Regions from separate parts of the Mus musculus genome. Here region 1 is linked to region 2. A link is a contact called in public Hi-C data. All regions are on one chromosome and are shown on one strand. The core of a region is the stretch at or near the end of the contact, and the rest is flanking DNA. Distances in the headings are between cores, read along the strand shown.

Region 1 (2,700 bases), core at 96-2,595, 250 kb before region 2:
AAAGCCTCATTTGGGAAGAAAGGGTTGTTTCTGACTCATCTTTGGATCCAAGGATGACTACAGAGCCTGCCATGTGGGAAGCACCTGTGTGGTGTTTTGAAGGATCCTACTGGCAGCCCCTGTGATGATTGGTACCCGTTATCATAAACAGTCAAGCTGGAATAGACCAGACATCAACTGTCACAAGTAAATACGTCTCCTGACAACTTTGTGCGTTCTGTTCTAAATCTAGAGTGCTTACCTGGGAATGATAGGACAGATCCCAGATGTGTCTCCATAGCCTGGGAGACTCCCTCTACTTGGTACACAGAGGCAGTTGCTTTTGCAGTTGTTATGATCTGAGCTAGAGCTTCAGGTCTAGTTCATCTCCATGGAAAAGTAATTTTATTTATTTATGTATTTATCTGTGTGTAGGTGTGAAGTTATATGCACCACATGTCTCCAGGTACCCAGGGAGGCTAAAGAGAACATCGCATCGCATATATTTAAATTTTCTGGTAGTGTAAGCCATCCTAGGTAGGTACGGAGAACTGAACTCTGTACTCTGTGATGGACTAAGCATCCTTAACAACTGAGCCATCTCTCTAGTCCGGAAAAGCACATTGAAATAAAAGAACACACAACTACATCTCTTTGGAGTCTCTGCTTGCCTCCAACCTTGCCATGGAGGATGCAGGGAAAGATAGTGACTTCCGGAAGAGTGAAGAGCCCTCAGTATCTGCTGAGAGAAGACTGGCATTTGGTTTCAGTCTACACGGTCGCTGGAAGTTGACCTGGCTTGTCTTTTACTCCTAAGCTCACTTCACACACTCCAGATTCTATGTCAATATCAGCAAACAATTCCTGTTGCCATTTCCATTCTTGTAAAGGAGTTAAATTAGAGTGGAGGGGTGAAGTAACTTGCCTGAAATCATAGAGAGTGAGTGGCCAATGTCATTCTTCACAGCTACACTGCCACCACGCAATGTTGGCCAGGTGAGAGATGCCCTGCCCTTCTCTTTTCTTATAAGAGAAATGAGGGAGGAACACTGACTGCCTCAGACTAGAAGGAAAGGTAATTTGGAAAATGCAGGAAAACGCTCATTTCTCCAAGCATTCCGGCTCCTTCTGTTCTCTTCTGTCCCTCACATAACCTGGCAAGGGGAAACATTGCCTCTTGAGCAATCCTGTAGAAATATAAAGCTGAAAAGAATATACCTCTCACCAGAGCCAAAGATAACAAGGCTGATTTGTTCAGACTTATTATTTTGTTTCAATAAAAGATCTGTCTCTGGTTTCCCCAGCAGTCCCACAGAGCCAACCCAAACTGAAAAGACACGCAGCTCAGAGAGTGCAACCTCATTGTTGAAACATGACAGATACTTGAAGAATCAGGAAATTCCTTCTGTATTTAAATGGCCAGCTCCTCAGCCAACACAGTCATGGGTGAAAGAAGACAGCAATACAGTTGTGGCCTGTGAGGCACACAGTGGGGCTTCATGCCCCTGTAGGAACGGATACCCAAGTCTATGCTTGCCAGCTGGCACACATGGTCCATTGACAAGATATGCAGGGCCTGGCCTTCCAGCTTGGAGCAACTGCTGGCAGAACACTGTGAGCATGTCAAAGGAAGGGTGATTTTTTTTTTAAAGGCCCATCGCTGGTTTTGTTTCTTTAAATGGTAGCCACCAAAAAGTTGTGCAAACACTTCAGCTGCGGAATATTTAATCTGACATTTGGCATGACTCCTTTGTTGATCCAAGACAAGAAGAATGTGTGTACGCTCTTAGTTCCTTCATTGCTTACTGGAAAAAAAAGAAAGAAAAGAAAAAGAGAGAGAGAGAGAGAGAGAGAGAGAGAGAGAGAGAGAGAGAGAGAAGGAAAGAAAGAAAAAAGAAAGAAAGAAAGAAAGAAAGGAAGGAAGGAAGGAAGGAAGGAAGGAAGGAAGGAAGGAAGGAAGGAAGGAAGGAAGACAAACCAGATAGGGCAGTTTTATGTTCCTCCTCCTCCTCCTCCTCCTCCTCCTCCTCCTCCTCCTCCTCCTCCTCCTCACTTTGAACTGGGTCTGTAGCTGGATGTAGTCCTGGTTCCCCAGAAATGGAATGATAATTACAGACCGCAAGTAGGGAGATAAATAGTTATTTAACAAGGTGGGTGGACTTGATGCCTTTCCAGAAGGGGCTGATAAAAACTTTAGGGGGTCACCATAACTGTAGGAGGTAGGCAGCTCTTTCTTTAGAATCTGGGATTTCACGGTTTTGGAGCCTCTCATGGAAATATTACCCAAAAGATTCCTCCTTTGTTTTTGGTGAGAAGGAAAAAGCAAAACCCAAACACCAGCAAGAAGAACTTAGTGGGAGTGTCCTACCTGCTGCACTGGTCACACAGTTTGCTGCCTCTGCTCTCCAATTGCCAAGGGGAGACACTCATTCTACTCCTTCTAAGTTGTTTTATTGACACATTGCTTCCTTAGAAAGTGCATCAGTTCTGGATTACCTTTAATTAAAATGAAACAGTTCCTAGCTCTACACTAATGAGAACATGGTCCACCTAGAAAAGTCAGCTCTCCCACAAAGCCTAGGTAGCAGACAGTTCTTTCTCACTGTGTGGAGGGAAAGGACCAAGTCCTGAGCAACATTGCACAGGAAAGCACGAAACTTTCCAGATGCTTCTCCACTAGAGCATGGGAGCGGTTCATTGACGTCAGAAAACACAATTCAC
Region 2 (2,700 bases), core at 83-2,582:
GTAGCAAAACAATAATTGTAGGTTCCCCACATAGACCCTATGACCTCACTTACCTTGGGTTCTTTACTGAGTGTACAGAATCAGCCATGGGTTCCATCCTGTGGGAGTGAGCCTCAGGTCCAAGCAGTTGGTTACCTCATCAAGCATTATCCTTTTCACCATGGCCTGCCACTTTTGGAGATAAAAAATTAAAGCTCTTCTTAAGGTTACATCTCAGTTATTTGGTGGGAAAGAAAGGTTAACAGAAGAAAATGATATACGTGACTTCCTTGTTATCTTAGAACTCTAAATGTTTGAATGAATGACTAGCCAGTATCCATGATGCCCCCAATTGATTCACTGCAGAAAGCACAATTTTGTTTTTCTTTAATTTTATTTGAGCAACTTGGAAGTTTAACAATTTCTTCATAAACCTATTTCTACAGTTGGCATCGACTTTATGTAGGAGTGTTATAACAGCTTTGAACAAGTGGTGTTTACGTTTTCCCATTTTCATTATGATGCAGTCTTCCTAGCAATAAACAGACTCCTTTCTATTTTGATGGATAAATGTTCATGTCTGAAGCTTGATATGAAGCCTCAAGCTTATAATCCCAGTATTCAAAAGACTAGAGCAGAAGAGCCTCAAGTTTGAAGCCAGCCTGGTCTACGTTGCAAGACCCTGTCTCAGACTCAGAATCTAAGACAATCAAACAAAGGAAGAAACTTAAATGCAAAAACTTAAAAAAATAAAGAAGAGGAGTGGAAAAGAACAGAGGGAGAAATGGTAGTGAGGAAGTGGTTGGCAAAAGAGAGCAAGGAAGATCAGGAGGGGGAGGGACATGTTTGAGAGGAAAGTGATGAAGACAAATGAAGGACAAATGTTGTTGAGAGGAGGATGGCTGTCCCAAGTGAGAAGGACCAAGAGCCAAAAAGAGGACAAAGCATATGTTGGTGTGGATTTATTCCTGGATGCCTGGAACATTACAGTGAGCATCCCTCTGGCTCTCTAGGCAGGAGAGTTATTATAAGCCAGAGCTTGGGGTTGGGAGAGAGAGAGAGAGGAGAGAAAGTACTCATGCTCCCAAGCCAGACCCAAGTATCACAGTACCAGTCAAGATGGTGACATCTAGCAAAGAAGAATTGCTTGCTACCCCCCAGGACTCACTAAATGCTTAGGAATCTAGATACTGGAATCACTAAAAATATCTAGCTGTTTCTCTTCAAATTTGGGCTGAGTCTCCTTTCGCAATACGAACTATGATCCTGCCAATTTTAAAGTTTACAGCCCCAGCTGTTGAGGAGTTATGTAAGAACAAAAGTGATCAAAGGACCTCAAGAATGGAACATGCCCACACACCCCCTCCCCCTCGCTTGCATAATTGCTAGAATGGAATGGCAATGCAAAATGCAATGGAAGCATCCTCTGCCCGGCCTCTGTCTCCTCTCTAAGGAGACAGGGATAGGGGGTGCAAACAGCTTGGGGGGAGGGGGACTAATGAGAAATTGTGCTGGATTCAAGCAGTGCATATATTCTCTCTCTCTTTCTCTCTCTCTCTCTCTCTATCTATCTCTGTCAGATGATAGACAGACATATATTTGCAGAAGGTTAGACAGAAAGATTTTAACAGCCAAAAGAACAGGGAGTTTTCTAGGAGATTGTATATCCTAGGATTGTCAGAAGTTACACATATAAAGTCTCAACATGACTGCCTAAATGTTAGCTGAACAAGAACACATTAAAGTGACTAGGGAAAGCCCACCTCAAGCCTACACAAAGAAGGACAGGCAACTAAGAAATGTTGACAGTGAGAGGAGTAGGGAAGAGCTCACCAATTAATTGTTCAATGCCAAATGGTCAGCCCTGAAAGAATATGTCCAAGTAACATTGTATGGACTGAGCAGGTGGTGTTTAGGAATTCATATGCATATACATATGCAATTGTATGTAACAACAATTAATGAAAAAAGAGGCTATAAGTTTGAAAGAGAACAAAGGTGAGTTTATGGGAGGTTTGGGAAGAAGGAAAGGGAAACAATATGATATTGTAATCTCAAAAAGCAAAGAAATAATAAAAAATAAAAGAAGTTGTGACGAGTGGGATTTGACTTGTTACTTTAGATTGGCCCTTCTAACTTTTTTGTTTGTTTGGTTTTTTTATGACAGAGTTTTTGTGTATAGTCCTGGCTGTCCTGAAACTCACTTTGTAGACCAGGCTGGCCTCAAACTCAGAAATCTGCCTGCCTCTGCCTACCGAGTGCTGGGATTAAAGGAGTGTGCCACCATGCCCGGCTCGGCCCTTCTAACTTTAAATAAGATGCTCTGAAGTACCATATGCAGTCTTTTCTTCTTCCATTCACTCCATCAGCCTTATCTGGGCCTTCCATTTTTCTGGTCTGTATCTTTTATCAGACTGAGGAAAAGAGAATTAATATAACAAAAAAGATGCGTTCACACTCTGGATATTACAGCTTTCTCACTGGTCTCCATGCATATCCTTCCTCTTACAGCCTTTCCTATTCTGTAGAGACATGAGGTTGTTTTCACTCTCTTATGGACCTGCTCCAAGCTTAACAAATGGAGGTCAACCTAGCCTAGCTTTCTTGCTGCCTCTATGGTTTGGTCCTTCTACTTTTCTCTTATCTGCCACCTTTCCTGTAAACAGCATCCCCTTTCTGAATCATGGCCATCTTTTCATACCTCTCTCTAGTACCTTGTAT

Evidence for each region. Hi-C and Micro-C count contacts between places; a contact is called where the count stands out from the background.
Region 1: a Hi-C map of uterus shows a contact between it and region 2, with 2.1 times the contacts expected there. The contact joins two enhancer-like sites. A contact is called at or near these places in 2 of 484 Hi-C or Micro-C datasets (liver and uterus) and 1 of 115 datasets of contacts at active chromatin or transcription factors (fibro-adipogenic progenitors).

What each region holds. Positions count from the first base shown.
Region 1 is chr13:102,231,351-102,234,050 of GRCm38.p6, reverse strand. No RefSeq gene overlaps it. Among named protein-coding and RNA genes, the nearest start is that of Gm36703, 120 kb to the left of the region's middle. Within about 2 kb of position 1,345, at least 83 of the 459 cell types and tissues checked have an H3K27ac peak or open chromatin away from gene starts, as enhancers often do. A contact at or near this core is called in uterus, where this site is marked.
Region 2 is chr13:101,978,978-101,981,677 of GRCm38.p6, reverse strand. No RefSeq gene overlaps it. Among named protein-coding and RNA genes, the nearest start is that of Gm41044, 34 kb to the left of the region's middle. Within about 2 kb of position 1,332, at least 12 of the 459 cell types and tissues checked have an H3K27ac peak or open chromatin away from gene starts, as enhancers often do. A contact at or near this core is called in uterus, where this site is marked.